Regions from separate parts of the Mus musculus genome. Here region 1 is linked to region 2. Evidence: chromatin contacts called from public HiChIP or PLAC-seq data. All regions are on one chromosome and are shown on one strand. The core of a region is the stretch at or near the end of the contact, and the rest is flanking DNA. Distances in the headings are between cores, read along the strand shown.

Region 1 (7,419 bases), core at 2,046-4,545, 180 kb after region 2:
TTGGGTAAAGAAAACAGCATATATGCAATATATTATAGATATAATGTGTTTTCTTTCAGCTACAAAGAGGAACAAAATAATATATGTACAAGAAGATACTGGAGATGATCATATTACATGAATTAAGCCAAACATAGAAAGACAAATATGTTTTCTTTCACTCATGGGTCCTAGATTTTATACTGATTCATGAAATCATATTTGACGTGACGTGAAAGTCCAAGTAACATTGCCTAGTCACTCTCATAGGGTATGAAGGACTGATGGGAGGGGGAGGCACATGTGAGGGGGCAATGCTCAATACATAGCATACATGTGAAAATACCTAACACATTTTAAAAAGACTAGCATCAGTGTGTAAGACTGCCTCCAGCTAAGCCTGACGGCATGAGTTCAAACCCATCAGGGCCCACAAGGTGGAAGGAGGAGAGAACTGACTCCCGCAAGCTCTCTCTCTCTCTCTCTCTCTCTCTCTCTCTCTCTCACACACACACACACACACACACACACACACACTCCTTTCTTAGTCTCACTTTTGATCCCCCCTCACCCTGAATGCTTTTTACCGATTTTCACCTCCTAAAGTCTGATTGTCCATCAGGCTCTCCATAGCTAGGGTCAGGCACCCATATCCCAAACCTGATTCTATTCTTTGCCAGTGTTGACACTGGTTGAGTTCCTAATCTTCTCTGTGCTCATATCTTTGTAAATTCATAAGGAACCTCCTGACATTTCTGTGGAGTGTTAAAATAAATACTCTAAATATAGAGTTTAGAAGTGTGTCTGACTTAAGGGGGCACCTGAGGACAAGCTCCTGCCACACTGACACAGGCGCCTCAGCTCTCAGTCCCTCAGTGGACTTGGAGGATGGCACTCCATCTCTGACTATGTGTCTGCCCTGATTGGCCTGGTTCCCATTCTGTCAGAAGACTACTGTGCGCTGACCACATTCTCAGAGGCTACAGGGGGAGCTTTCTTCCTTGCTAGGAACTGAGCTCTGACTTCTATCTCACCGTCAGGTGCACTGTGGCAGCTGCTCTGAGCCTTCATCCCACTCACATCCCATTCTCTCCAGTCTGCCTTGACCTCAGGCACCTGTGCATCACCTGCAGGGATTCCCAGTTCCTACAGAGACATGAGACTGGGTGGAGCCATAACCCACACATGACTGCTGACTCCTGGGCCAGAGACACCATGGGTATAGAGGTGTCCATTTGTACTTGCTTGAACACTGTTGTGAGGAGATCTAGTTTCCTATGAGCCGGATGGAACAGCCAAGAAGCACAAGGGATAGTGGAGAGTATAATCCCACAGCATTACCTGGACAAATGGAAACAAAGGGTCAGGAGCTAAAGGCTTTCATTCCCTCCCACAATTGCTCTCCATAGATCCATGACCACTCCATGAGCATGCTCACCTGTCTCTCCCCTCCTTCTCTGCCCTTCTCTCCCCTTGTTCCTATTTACAGAGATTACATTCTTCAGGTAAGGGTTGGCCAGTAAGTGTTTGCCTTTGAGCCCACCGGCTCACTTCTGTGCTCTCCTGGGCCTGAGGACAAAACCTCACTTCTCTTTCTCCACAGAGAACCACTCTGGTCTCCAGCTAGGCGCTGAAGCATCAAGGCTGTAGATTTTTACTCCTATACAGAGTTATGGCCAAATTTTCCTGTGCTCAGAAGGCCTGGCCTTTGAGCCATTCTATCCAGGTGGCCTTTTGCTTTATTGCCTGCCAACTGAGGAAGGTCTGAGCCACAGAGAGTCTGTCAGTAGCACAAAATTGCCTTGACTTCCTAAGACTCCTATTCTTAAAGAGACTTACAAGCCAGTCATGTAACATATATCTCCTCACACTGTACAATTAATTGTACATCAGAACCTGATCATTCTGTGTCACCAGTAAGTCCCAGCTGTCCTGAGTCCCTGCCTCCACTGCTGTGAACACAGTCATTGTTCTAGCCCAGGCTACTCTGCCACCTTCGCTTACTGTCTGTTCCCTCTCCTGGTTTCCGTGCTGCCCTTCCTCCTGCTCCAGTCTCCTAGAGGCACACAAGATAGCTCGGCCAGCCAGGTGTCTCACGTCACCATGGCCAGCATCTGCTGTACTCCTGGAGGGTTTGGAGGTGGCTCAAAACTGATCTTGGCTTTTGAGGACACCACACATCCTCCTGTTCTCTCCATCATAAGCAGGTGGCAGGTGTGCACTGCAGGATATGTGAGTAGCGTCACGCCTGACAACAGGGACTGGAGAAAGAATACTTGTGCTGAAGAAAAGCTTAATTATGACTGAGCCCGACTACATGAGAGAATACAGGAAATGGATATAATATATAATGAATGTAGCCTGCTCGGGAAAGCAATTCCAAAAATTATGTTAACATTCTCATCTTCCCCCAGGGGCTGCCCCTTTTCAAGTTATCTTATTTCCCTCTCTCTGAATTATGAGCCTGGATGGTTACTCTGCTTCTGATTCAAAGTCACAAACTATCTGTGCCTTCCTGCAGAGATGTGAGAGGTGAGCTACTTCTTCAGCTGGGCTGATAGATCCTTCCAGAAGCTTCAGCTGCTGCCCTTGCTCACAGGTCCGACCTCTTGTCACCTGGGTGAGGCTGACTCTTTCTAGTCTCCTTGTCACTGGGAAGCCTCACGTGGGGTGGAGGGGGCCCAGAGGTCAGTTTCAGCCTCTCAAGGTGTTGACGGGGTGAACCAGAGACTTCTCGGTGGTCCTGTCTGCTTGCTGGTGCGATGAGCCACGTGGTCCTCATTGCCTCTGTACCAGCCCATGCTTATGTCACCACTGTGTTCCCTGCGGCTTGCTAAGCAGCAAGGACACACACTGGGGGGGGGGGGGGGGGCTGGGAGTGCTTCAGTATGCAGAGTTTGTGAGGCTCGCCCAGATGGAGTGGCCCTTGCATTTCTTCTGCTAATGGAAAAGAAATGAAGGTCTTGAAGAAAGGGTTTGAAATAGTCATTTTTTAAAATTTTCTCTGCACAGGTGTGAAACAGGGTTGGGCATCCTGGGATAGATGGCTGCCTCCCAAAGCCTTCTTACCACCATCCTTCAAATTCTTTTCATTGCTCTTTATATTATATCATATTACATGTATTTTTTATTTTTTATTTTTATTTATTTTTTGCTTCAAGACAGGGTATCCTGCAGCCCCAGCTGACCTCAAACTGTACGCTACCAGAGATGACCTTGGTTTTCTGATCTTTATTCAGATGGACCACAGAGCTCTGTGCCGTGAGGCTAGCACTCTACCGACAGGAACACACCCTTAACCCTCACCACAGGAAGTGGATATAATGAATACAGACTTCTCGGGGAAGCAATTCAGAAAATTATGTTAACATTCTCATCTTCCCCCAGGGGCTGCCCTTTTAAAAGCTTTGCTGGTAGAGAAAATTATCTGGACAGGGGCCTAGCTTGAAACTGGGCTTTGGAACTTTTTTGTCCAACATAATTGAGAGATTTTTGAGGGTTTCACCCTTAAGCAGCCTACGGATTGAGTGATTTATTTATATATTTTTGCCAAAGATATTTGTGCTAAAAAGAAGCACTGAGAGACCAAAAGGGAAAGATTCTCCCATGCTCTAATGTGTAAAACCCGTGCAAAAACCTTTAAAATTGTTGTGCCTTAAGCTTGCTTGCATCATACTATTCCAGCAAATGCTCTAGCAAGGCAAGGAGCAAGAATCTATGATTACAAATTGTCCCAACAACTGGAGTGGGGGCTCACTCAGTTGCCTGCCTGTGGCTTCTGCTTCCCTACCTGGGCTGCTCTGTCTAGCCTCAGTAGGAAAGGATGCGCCTAGTCTTGCGACTAATCACTTGAGGTGCCAGGGTGTGTTGGTCCCCTGGGAGGGACCTCCCCCTTCTCAGAGGTGAAGGGGGTTTGGGGAAAGATCTGGGGGGAGGGAAACTGAAAGGAGATGTGGGGTTGCAACTGGGATGTAAAGTGAATAAATCAATTAATTAATGGGGGGAAAGCCCACAAATTTGGGTTCCCCACTGTTTGAAGCCATATCTGTCACAGACCACAGCACTCTGTCACCACCTGGTGGTAGCATAGGCTCCTTCCACCGAGTGTGCCCTGTGTGTGTGTGTGTGTGTGTGTGTGTGTGTGTGTGTGTGTGTGTGTGTGTGTACAGGTAGAGTTTGTGACTTTGAATCAGGAGCAGAACGACCATATGGATTCATATCATAACACACATGTTCATGAAGAGAAACTGAATCTTAGAAAACAAATTGTAAATATATAAATTTGTCTCATATGATACTATTGCCCTTACTTAGAATATATGATCCGTCTGGGGCAAAACTATTTTATATAATATTACATCCCATCTCATGGAAAGCTTCAAACTTACAAAGTGAGTCTCAAAAGTAATTGAATATCTTAAAAAGATATGAATGTTATAAGCAGACGTTATAAAGAACATGATTTGTAAAAATATCAATGTATAGAATGTATTATAATAATAATCAAGTAGAACATGTAGGAGATGTTTTAATCAGATGTGACCCATTATGCCCATTATAATGTTGAGTTCCAGTTAGTAGGCATAATGTTTAGTTACCTTGTGGGCTATTTTTGGAAGATTTATTTTTATTTATGTGTATTATATGTGCTTATATGTTTACATGTATACATTCTTGCAGCTGCACAAGGAGCCCAGAGGCAGGCATCAGCTGTCCTGGATCTGGAGTTATAGGTGGTTGTAAACCACCTGATGTAGGTGCTGGGAATTGAACTCAGGTCTTTTTCGAGAGCAGCAAGTGCTCTCAACCACTGAGCCAAAGGTCCAACTCCTCCCATGTTTTTGAGGCACAGATTCCCTATGTAGCCTAGCCTGGTCTCAAACTTACAATGATCTTCCTGTCTCTGCCTCCTGAGTACTGGGGATTCCATGCATGCATCACCAAGCTCTGCTTTCTCACATGTATTTTTTTCCTCATTATTTTCTTATTTCTTATGTATATGAAGCAATTGACAGTCCCAGAGTTGTTTTGAATGTCAGCATGTGTGGCATGTGTAGAAGACTCCAGTCTATTTGAGCAGTTTGATATCTTCCCAACCTACTTCTGGTGTGTGTGTGTGTGTGTGTGTAATTTTACTTTTCCAAGTCTTAACTTCCTGGGTTGGGTCTGTAAAAATCATTGATTCTATGTCACTGGGTTGGGGTGAACATCAGATAAGATACTAAGTATTCATGTGAATACGCTGTGCATCTAAGGCATCACTGATGCCTGGCAAACAGAGTCTGGATTCCAAAGCTGCCCTTTTGGCCTCAGCGACTCAGTGCCCTCCTTTCATAAGGAACCCAAGTCAAAAATCTCTGGGACATTCTCCTCCTCAATACTTTAATTCTCTTTTAATCCTCTGGTTCTTAACTTTTCCAGCATGTCTCTCAAGCCCCTCCCCCATTTCCCACATCCCAGCCTTAAAGGATATTGGAGGAATGGGAGGGTTCAGGAGGGACAAGCAGGGTTGGAAGCTCACATGGTTATTGGGGGAGGGTGGGAGAGGCAGAGCTGAGCAAGAAGAGTATTCCAGAAGCTGAGTCATCCCAGATAAGTTCCAGGAAGATAGAGTTAGGTAAGCAGAAGAGGGAGTCTGAGAAGATGTGGTCCTGTCCAAGATGGGTGAAAACTGAAATGACATCCCAGGGACATGTTCATCCCTTTGCCTGCACTGGGCCAGGCCTCTCTGCATGGAGGATAACAACTGGGATTGTACATTTTGAACAGAACAGAGCACATATATTTCTGGAATTTACACAGAGAGAGAGAGAGAGAGAGAGAGAGAGAGAGAGAGAGAGAGAGAGAGAGACAGACAGACACACAGACAGACACACAGACAGACAGACACACTTTGAAATCTTCTAGAAGGAAGTTGAGGGCCTTCAGATTCAATGCTCCAGATTACTTCTGTTGACTTCCTTCTGTATAAGAAGCGTAGAATCACCACTTCCTTTGCTCCTGCTGTGTTGTTTCCCCACCCCCTCCTCAGGGAAGTTGCTCTTCAAGAGGCCCTATGTTGCTGGACGCCTCCATCACTGTGCTGGAATTGGACTGGCTTTTCTTTTCTTTTTCCAGAAAATGAAGAGTCGCTTTCTTTTGCGCATACTCGGGCTGCTGCGGCTCCAGGTCGCTGTCTGCCAAAAGCCCACGCTGAGATTGAACCTTCCAGAACAAAATGGCAGCCTGCCCTCCGATCTGGAGTACAACTCCTCAGTGCACCTGCCTTCAGAACTTGTGTCACCGCTGGAACGTGGCAGGAGCCTCCATCCTACGTTCTCATTGCCTAACCTAGCCTTCACAAGGCTGGCTTTGGAGATTCGCCAGCTGCAAACATCTTCCCAGGGCATGCCCACATTCCCGTGGTGTACCTGTGCCAAGGGACAGGGGAGGCTTTGAAGCATCTGGCTCCAACTCCCAGAACTCTATAGGAATCTTGCCCAAAATACAGAGATTACTGTCTCCGCAAGTATTTCAGGCACGGGCTCTTTTTTCTAAGGCTAAGAAACCGTCTCTGCAGATACTGCAGGCTCATGCAGCACCTTGCGTGCAAACCTAGCTGAAGCGTTCCCTAAGAGATCATTGCCAAGAAACATGTTGTCTCTATAGATAAAATTCTGGCACGAAGAGGAAATTTTAAATTACCTAATCTATCACCCTCTCCTCCAGGCTTGGTGCTAGACAGCTTGAGCTTGAATTCTTTGTTCAGATGCTCCCACCCTTAAGTCCACTACCCAAGTTACAGCTCTCCTTCCTTCTCCTCTCACTCTCCTGTGTCTCCCTTTCCTCTCTCCCTCTCCTCTTCTCCTTCCTTCTTCCCTCTCCTCTCCTCCTTCCTTTCCCCCTCTCCCTGTCTCTCTTCTTCCTCCATTTGCCCCTCCCTCTCTTTCTCCATCCACCCTCTTCTCCCTTCTTCCCTTCTCCCCATCCTCCTCCTTTTTCTCCTTTCTCTGTTGTTTTTTCTGTTGAGCTATTTGTCCACCCACCCACCTATCCATGTATCCATCCATCCATCCATCCACCCACCCACCCATATCTTCACTTTTGGGGAATGCACTAAGTTCCAGTGTATATTAGGCCTCAAGTTCTCAGTGGAAACAGTAACTACAACTGCTTAAAACAGGATTCTTGGACTAAGGAAAAAATAATCTGTTCAGAGCCAGTTTCTTCACATTGTTGAATGTACAAATTGCTCAAACCAGGAGAACCACCAAGCAGACCAGAATCTGTTTTTCCTCTATTTAGCAAGGGAGCCAAGCGCCACACAGAGCCCTAGAGAGTAGGTATATCTGGCAGGACAGAGCTCCTGTGTCATAACCCTCTCTTTCTGTGGTAAGACACTAATGAGTGCCCAGGCTCAGCCACATGCCCCACCCTGCTCTCAGGCCTCCTGGTCTGGGT
Region 2 (6,957 bases), core at 3,756-6,255:
ATGTAGGCTATTAGACCACACTGGGCAGAAAAGGAAGCCCTCTAGTGCTGTGTTGTTTCCCTGGACATCCCATCTGGCTCTGTCTAAAAATTGTGGCTTGCTTTCTTCTCAGCTAGGCTTCAGGGATGGCCAGAGGCTCTGGGAACCCAGGTGCTAGCTCCGTGGAGACCAGTGTCCACTGATCCTGAACCGAAGACCTTAAGCGGTTCTCTGAACCAGCTGCAGCCCAGTATCTCATCTGTGAAGTGGGCTCAGGGGTGTGGTGAGGAAGGGGTGATGTGCAGAATGTACTAGGCACACCGCCCAGCATACGGACTGTCCCATGCATGATCTGTCATGTTTGTAGGATTGCCAGGTAGCCCAGGCTGCCCTTGATCTGACAATCTTCCTGCCAAATCCTTCTTACTGTTAGGACTGTAGGTGTGTACTCATACAACTGACTTATCTATCACAATCATGTGTGTGTGTGTGTGTGTGTGTGTGTGTGTGTGATGCTGGGGATTTTAGAATTTGCCCTTAAATGTATGTATGTATGTATGTATGTATGTATGTATGTATGTATGTATGTTGTATGTTGTATGTTGTATGTATGTGTGTATGTATGTTGTATGTATGTGTGTATGTATGGTCTGGGTCCACCTGCTACCTCATGTATGTGGATATCAGAGAACAATGTGCAAGAGTTGCTTTTCTCCTTCCACCAAGTGAGTTCTGGAGACTGAACTCAGGCTAGCATTCCTGGCCTTCTGTACTCACTGAATCCTATTTGCCTGATGCCTTGTTTGCCTTTAGATTAGACTTTCCAGAAAGAATGCACTTGTCACGAGTTCTCCCTCATCATGGGGGTTACCTGTCACCAGAGACAAGAGGGCTGAGGCAGAGCCATGCCCAGAGAGACCGTGTCCAGTCATCTTTGGTACACCTACTTTTCTCTCCTAACCATCTCTCTCACACAGAGAGCGCTTTTGCTAGCTTCCCTCTAGATCTTACTGGGCCTTGAAGTACTCTGTCCTTGCTGTAATGTCACTGTGTGTGGCAGAAATCTGCGTGCCTTTTGTTTTTTCTGTCTCCTGTCAGTTTACTTCAGAGACACAGTTATCAGAGCTTCAGAGGGCAGAAACATTAGCCCTTCCTTGCAGAGTCAAAGGAGCTGGATTTGGGCTCAAGGTAAAGGTATCTTTGCTTTGTCAACAAAATGCCTGCGCTGAGGGTGGTAGAAGCCAATCAGGAGCCACATGAAACCTTCGCTGTCCTCAATGGCTGGATCCTTCTAGTGGAACTGCCCCCTCTCCCTCCACCCATGGTTCTTGGTCTCCTGCTTCAGCCTCTGACAATTCCAGCAGACACAGGCTCACTTGCTGTATCTGCATTTCAGCTTGTCTTATGGAGAAGCAACCTGTGAGGGCTGACCAGTCACTAATAAAAACCAGCAAGTTCTTTTACCAGATTGACTTCAAACAAGACAAGACAAAGAATGCAAAACCTGGGGCTCAGGCGTAGAGAACATTCGCTCTCCAATCGTGAGGATCCCAGCTCCCACATAACAGGCTGGCTGTCCTTGCTAACAGCAGTAACCCCAGCTCCAGTGCAGGGAGGAGACAAGAGGATAACTCGGCTGGCTGGCTTCCAGATTGGCAGGAAAACTTCAAGTGTCTGGTTCAGGGAGAGACTCTGCCTCGAAGGAATGGGGGGAACTGACTCTTAACTCTCTTTTGACCTCCATGTATACGTATCTGCATACATAGATGGGCGCACATAGGTGAATACACACACACACACACACACACACACACACACACACACACACACACAAGTAAATAAATCTATCTTTTAAAAAGACTTTAAATTGGAACAAAAAGACTGTAAAATCCCTGTAACCTGCCTGGAAAGTTGAAGTGAATGGGCTTGACCTTCACGGTTGAGGACAGTCAGGCCTTTTGATCTTGTTGGAGCTGTTAGGTCTGTTAGACTTCGAGTAAGGTCAAGGAATCTAGGGTAGAGTCTGGTCTTTGTCTCTTAGCAGCTGTGTGGCCTTGGACAAACCACTCGACCCTACAGGTTCCCTTTCCTTCTCCTTGTCCTTGAAAGGCTAGCATGAGATAATGGCATGTAGCCACTACACAGGAAACGTTAGCCAAAACTGTAGCTGGACCAGCTGATGTGAAAAAACTATTATCTGGATATCTGGAACAGTCTCTTCCCCTCCCACCTCCCTGCTGCGTCTTCTGAGGCTGTCCTCAGACACTTCCCCTGGAGCGCTGTCTGTGGGTTGTCATTTTGTCTGCTCGCCTGGCTAATGGCACAGGAAGTGGGTGGGTAATGGGTCTCTCTGTTGTTCCACTGGCCTCCCCGTGAATCTAACTGTTTTGCTTTTCCTCACCGTGGGGGCTTCTCACACCCTCTAATGACTGTTTTTCTTTCAGAACTGGCATATTTTTAGATAAAGCATTTCCTGAAGCTCCTTTCTGGTTCCCTGGCACATCTTTGACTTCTCTTCCGTTTCCCCCTGCCTTTCTCTGGCTGTGAAATCACCCCAGCAGCATGAGTGCAGGAAACAGAAGCACAGGTCTCACACCTTCCTGGGTCTGAGCCAATCAGCCCTCAGGGGCCAGGCCTGATCAGGGTGGTCCATGAAGAAGATCCTTCTGTTTGCTCCCCTTTCTGCCTTCCTCAGTTGTCTAGCTCAGACAGAGAGGTAGTTTCAAAGTCACCTGAAACATGCACACTGTAGCCAAAACCACACTGAAAACTACGCCCTGGTACTCAAACATACCTGGGTTTGAATCATGGCTTCTCCAAGACAAAGCTTAATATTGACCATCCATTTGATAGGATGTAGAATCGCCTGGGAGACACACCTAGCAGACACGTCTTGAAGTGGGGAGACCCACCCTAAACGAGGGTAGCACCATCCCATGAGATGGGATTCTGGACTGAAAAACAGGAGTGCTGAGCACCATCGCTTATCCTTGGGGCTTCCTGACTGTGGATGCCACGTAACCATCTGCTTTCTACTCCTGCCTCCCTTACCTTCTAGTCATGAACTTGAACCCTCAGCTGGGAGCCACAGTAAACCCTTCCTCTCCTAAGCTGCTCTTCTCATATAGTTTGTCAAACGACAAGAAGAGTTACAATTACACCCATCGACTAGTAAGTAACTAAAAGGCTTTAAACCTCCGTTTCTTTCATTGTAAACCTCATAGGACTGTTGTAACAAGGACAGGAAATACATTAATAAGCTAAAAGGTAAATGCATTAAATGGAACAAACAAATAACAGAACCCTGTGTCTGGCACTCAACTGTCCTGATTTTTAGAATTTAAGTCATCGTAAGGATCTATTTATATTTTCAATGTATGGCTGTTGTACATCTCACCTCTAAGTTAGATGTCTTCAGTAAAGGACTAAAGGCTGGGGTGTGTGCTGAGTGGGGCCTTATCTTTAGGGTTCAAACTGCTCAAAAGCACTGTAGTAGCAAGCCAGGAAGCTTGACGTTTGCTGGGGAGTCTTGGCTCAGCCAGGCGTCCATGTTCTCGACCTCTCTGTTTTGGAAAGAGTTTTTGGGGAGAGCTTGCTCCTCCTCCTCCCGTTCCTGCTCCCCCCCAGGACCCCCCTTCTCACTGATCAGAATCTACTGGTCCCACTTTTCCTAGAGGGCAAGGCCACCTCCTCCACGGAGTCTTTCAAAGGTCTTTACTCTGGGCTTTAAGTGGACAAGGACTCTAGGAACAGTTCTGGAAGCCCCCCATTGCCTTCTCTGTCCATCTCCTTGGTGAATGGCAAATGAGGCAGCCCCAACAGCCCAGTCTGTCTCCCTGGGCCAGTAGGGGTGCCATTTTCTGGAAATCAACATGATCTTTAGTTTAAATGGTTTGGAAGGCTGGATACATTGGTACATGCTTGTAATCCCAGCAGGTTGAGGGCAGAGGTGGGAGAAACCTGAGTTGAAGGACAACCTGAATTATTAACTCGTGAGACCCTGTCACTGAAAAACCATGACCTTAGGCTCAAAGATAAATCCTCCTCTGCCCAGAAAGAAGAACGGACAACATTCATTCTTTTTCAATCAGCACTCTGTGAATAATTGGTACTTTGGTGGGCCATGGCAGCGAGCACGGGACTCCATTACTCTAATGTGTTCATTAAGCCTCACCACCCCCCCACCCCTCACCCCCGTCCCTAAGAAAAACAGGAACACTTTTGAGTCACGTTGATGTTTACCCTACCTCCTCATGGCAGTCTAGAGCAAGCATGATAACCTTGGGCAGGAAAATTGAACTGCACTGGGTAAACACATCTGTGTGAACATCTGCGGCTGTGGAAACAAGTGGGCATGAGGTGAAGGCTTGCCTAGAGAGTTCAAGGATCACAGCTGGAGAAGCCAGCTTACTAGAACTGGCTTGAAAAGCACATAAACCTTAAAGAGGTAAAAAGGTGACCAACTTAGCAGGGCTCCCTGGAGTTTGATTGGTGGCCCTGTAGGTCTGGGTCTATCAACTTGGGCCATCTTTAGAACTGAACATTGATGGGCTAGGCTAGGCTTTTGTGTTATTTCAATGATCCAGTGCAGAGGGAACCACAGTCACAGTTAAATGGAACCTGGATGATTTATTGACCAGAAATCCTCTGTGTCTGGCCCCAAGGCTAGAGAAGTTAATTAATGCTGGAGACCATTTTGAGGTCTCCAGACTCAGCTTCTTGGGAAAGGGCATCACATTTAGGTTGGAGGTCAATTACTTTGGTGGTGCTTCTAGCTTCAGAGTGTATCCAAGACTCACAAGGACTTGCTGTAAAACTCACAAAGGACTTGCTGGCTGTATCCCCTGAACTTTCTGATCTCTTAGGTCAGAGTGAGACCCCAAAGTGACAAGTCTAACAAGTTCCAGGTGTTGCTGCTGACCATGTTGGGGCCACACTTTGAAAGTCTCTATGGTGGAGAACACAGGCCTGATGCTGAGAAGAGAGGTGAGAGTGTAGGAGGTGACAAGGAACCTGGGTTCCGCTCTAGGCTCTGTTGTAGCTACTCATGCATGGGCAATGCAGAAAGCAGGAAGCTGGTGGCTTCCTCTATATCAGGGTGATGTTGACTGTGTCACCTTTCCCTCAGGACTGAGTGGGACAATCACTGATGTCTGCACTGGTCTCTCAGCACAGATGTTACATCTCACACATGTTATTACAGCTGATCTGTTCAGCTGATCTGTTCAACACTCCAAGGAAGTGGATCTTACTGGTTTTGTTTCATATTCTTAGAAACCAGAGGTCAGGGGCCCATGAGATGGTTTAGCAGGTAAAGGTGCTTGTGGTTAAGCCTGATAACCTGTATCCAAGCCCTGGAACCCATGTGGTGGAAGGAGAGAATTGACTCCTAAAAGACCCTGACTACATGTACACTGTAGCATGACGGACACACACACACACAGACACACACACACACACACACACACACACACACACATGCATCCACACGAGTACACACATACATGCCACAAGTAATAAATAAAATGCAATAAAAGAAAAAGAAAATGAAGAAAGGAAAAGGAAGGAAAGAAACCTGAGCTCAGAAACGTATGATTTCATTAAAGGAAATTCCTGTGTCCAAGGCTGCTATCCAAGGCACACAAGCCATAATGAGAAAAATGGTATGCAGTCTAGCAGAGCTCAGGGGATTGGCTGCTGTTCCTGTAGGTCTGAAGTTGTCAGTCTGGGCTGCTTTTAGGTCCAGATATTGATTGGTGTGCATAATCACCCAGGCAAGCACCCCATATACTTGTACAGCTCTGAGTCTCATTGGGAAAACCTGTGAACACTGAGACTGGCCAGACATGGGTGGTATTCAACATAAAGGCATGCTTGGGGAACAAAATCCCTGTGCTGCGGGGAACAAAATCCCTGTGCTACGGGGAGCTAACCCCAATTATTCAGGTCTGGGCAGAATGGTAGGTTTCAGAAGAAAACACAACACACCGATGACTCAGTTGCTCTGTCTGAGAATGGGCCACTCTGATACAATGTGGGCGTTAATTAGGAGGAGAAAGGAGCAAACAACCCCTAGGCAGACCAAGGGGCCCTGTACCAGCCTGCCTAGAGCCCAGGGATGCTGCCTCTCTGAGAGCCGGGCACCAGATCACAAGCTCGGCAGCTGACTCACTAGCTTTGAAGCAACAAGGCCCATGCGAGGGGCGGAGGGGAGGCCTCTGTATCAGTTACATTACTTCTTGTTGTGACAGAATACTTGAGAAAAACAACCTCAAGAAGAAAGGGTTAACTCTGATTCATCATTCGAGGGTACTGGATATCATTGTGGGGACGTCACAGTGGCAGAAACTTGAAGCAGCAGCTTACACTGTACACGTCACCAGGAATCAGAGAATGAAGAATGGTGGCACCCAGCTCACCTTTCCCTTTTTATTCAGTCAAGGATTCTAGCCCAGGGAAACAATCTCCCTTGCAGTCATGCCAGAAGATGTACTTCCATTATAGGTCTAAATCAGGCCAAGTTGACAAGATTAACCATCACATTACCATTTGGGAGCCAATATGGTCAAACCAGACATTGTGAATTCAAGAGCAACTCAGGTGGGCTTGCAAACCCATGAGGCCTATGAACAACAGCTTTGCCCCTCAAGCCAGGAAGCTCCTGAGAAACATGTCCCTTTTGGTTCTCTGTAACTGTTTGGTCTGGGGTCAGTGGAACTGTTAGCCATGGAAGTCTACTTTAGCTCTTAGTTCTGATCTCCTCTGTAGGCCATGCTTTTTTTAGATACCTGATTCCCCCCTCCCCCAGGGTAAGTGGATATTTGAATAAGAACACAACAGATGAAAAATATTTGAAAGAATTTGATGAAATGTCATGTCAAAGTTTATTGGGAAGGGATGACGATTGTCACCGCTGTTATATACAGGTAGGAATGCTGGAGAACAAATTGCATTCTAGAAGCTGAAGTTGTGAAGGGC

Evidence for each region. HiChIP or PLAC-seq counts read pairs in DNA pulled down with a chosen protein or histone mark.
Region 1: a CTCF HiChIP or PLAC-seq map of large pre-B cells shows a contact between it and region 2, with 7 times the contacts expected there. The contact joins two enhancer-like sites. A contact is called at or near these places in 1 of 15 datasets of contacts at CTCF or cohesin (large pre-B cells) and 3 of 115 datasets of contacts at active chromatin or transcription factors (extraembryonic endoderm stem cells, large pre-B cells and trophoblast stem cells).

The regions. Positions count from the first base shown.
Region 1 is chr9:71,070,041-71,077,459 of GRCm38.p6, forward strand. Gm46120 (predicted gene, 46120) reads left to right here. Exons shown (of 2, transcript NR_168672.1): 2 at 6,097-6,485. Among named protein-coding and RNA genes, the nearest start is that of Gm46120, 4.6 kb to the left of the region's middle. Within about 2 kb of position 3,296, at least 13 of the 459 cell types and tissues checked have an H3K27ac peak or open chromatin away from gene starts, as enhancers often do.
Region 2 is chr9:70,889,371-70,896,327 of GRCm38.p6, forward strand. All of the region lies in intron 1 of Lipc (lipase, hepatic), which reads right to left. Among named protein-coding and RNA genes, the nearest start is that of Gm32017, 21 kb to the right of the region's middle. Within about 2 kb of position 5,006, at least 29 of the 459 cell types and tissues checked have an H3K27ac peak or open chromatin away from gene starts, as enhancers often do.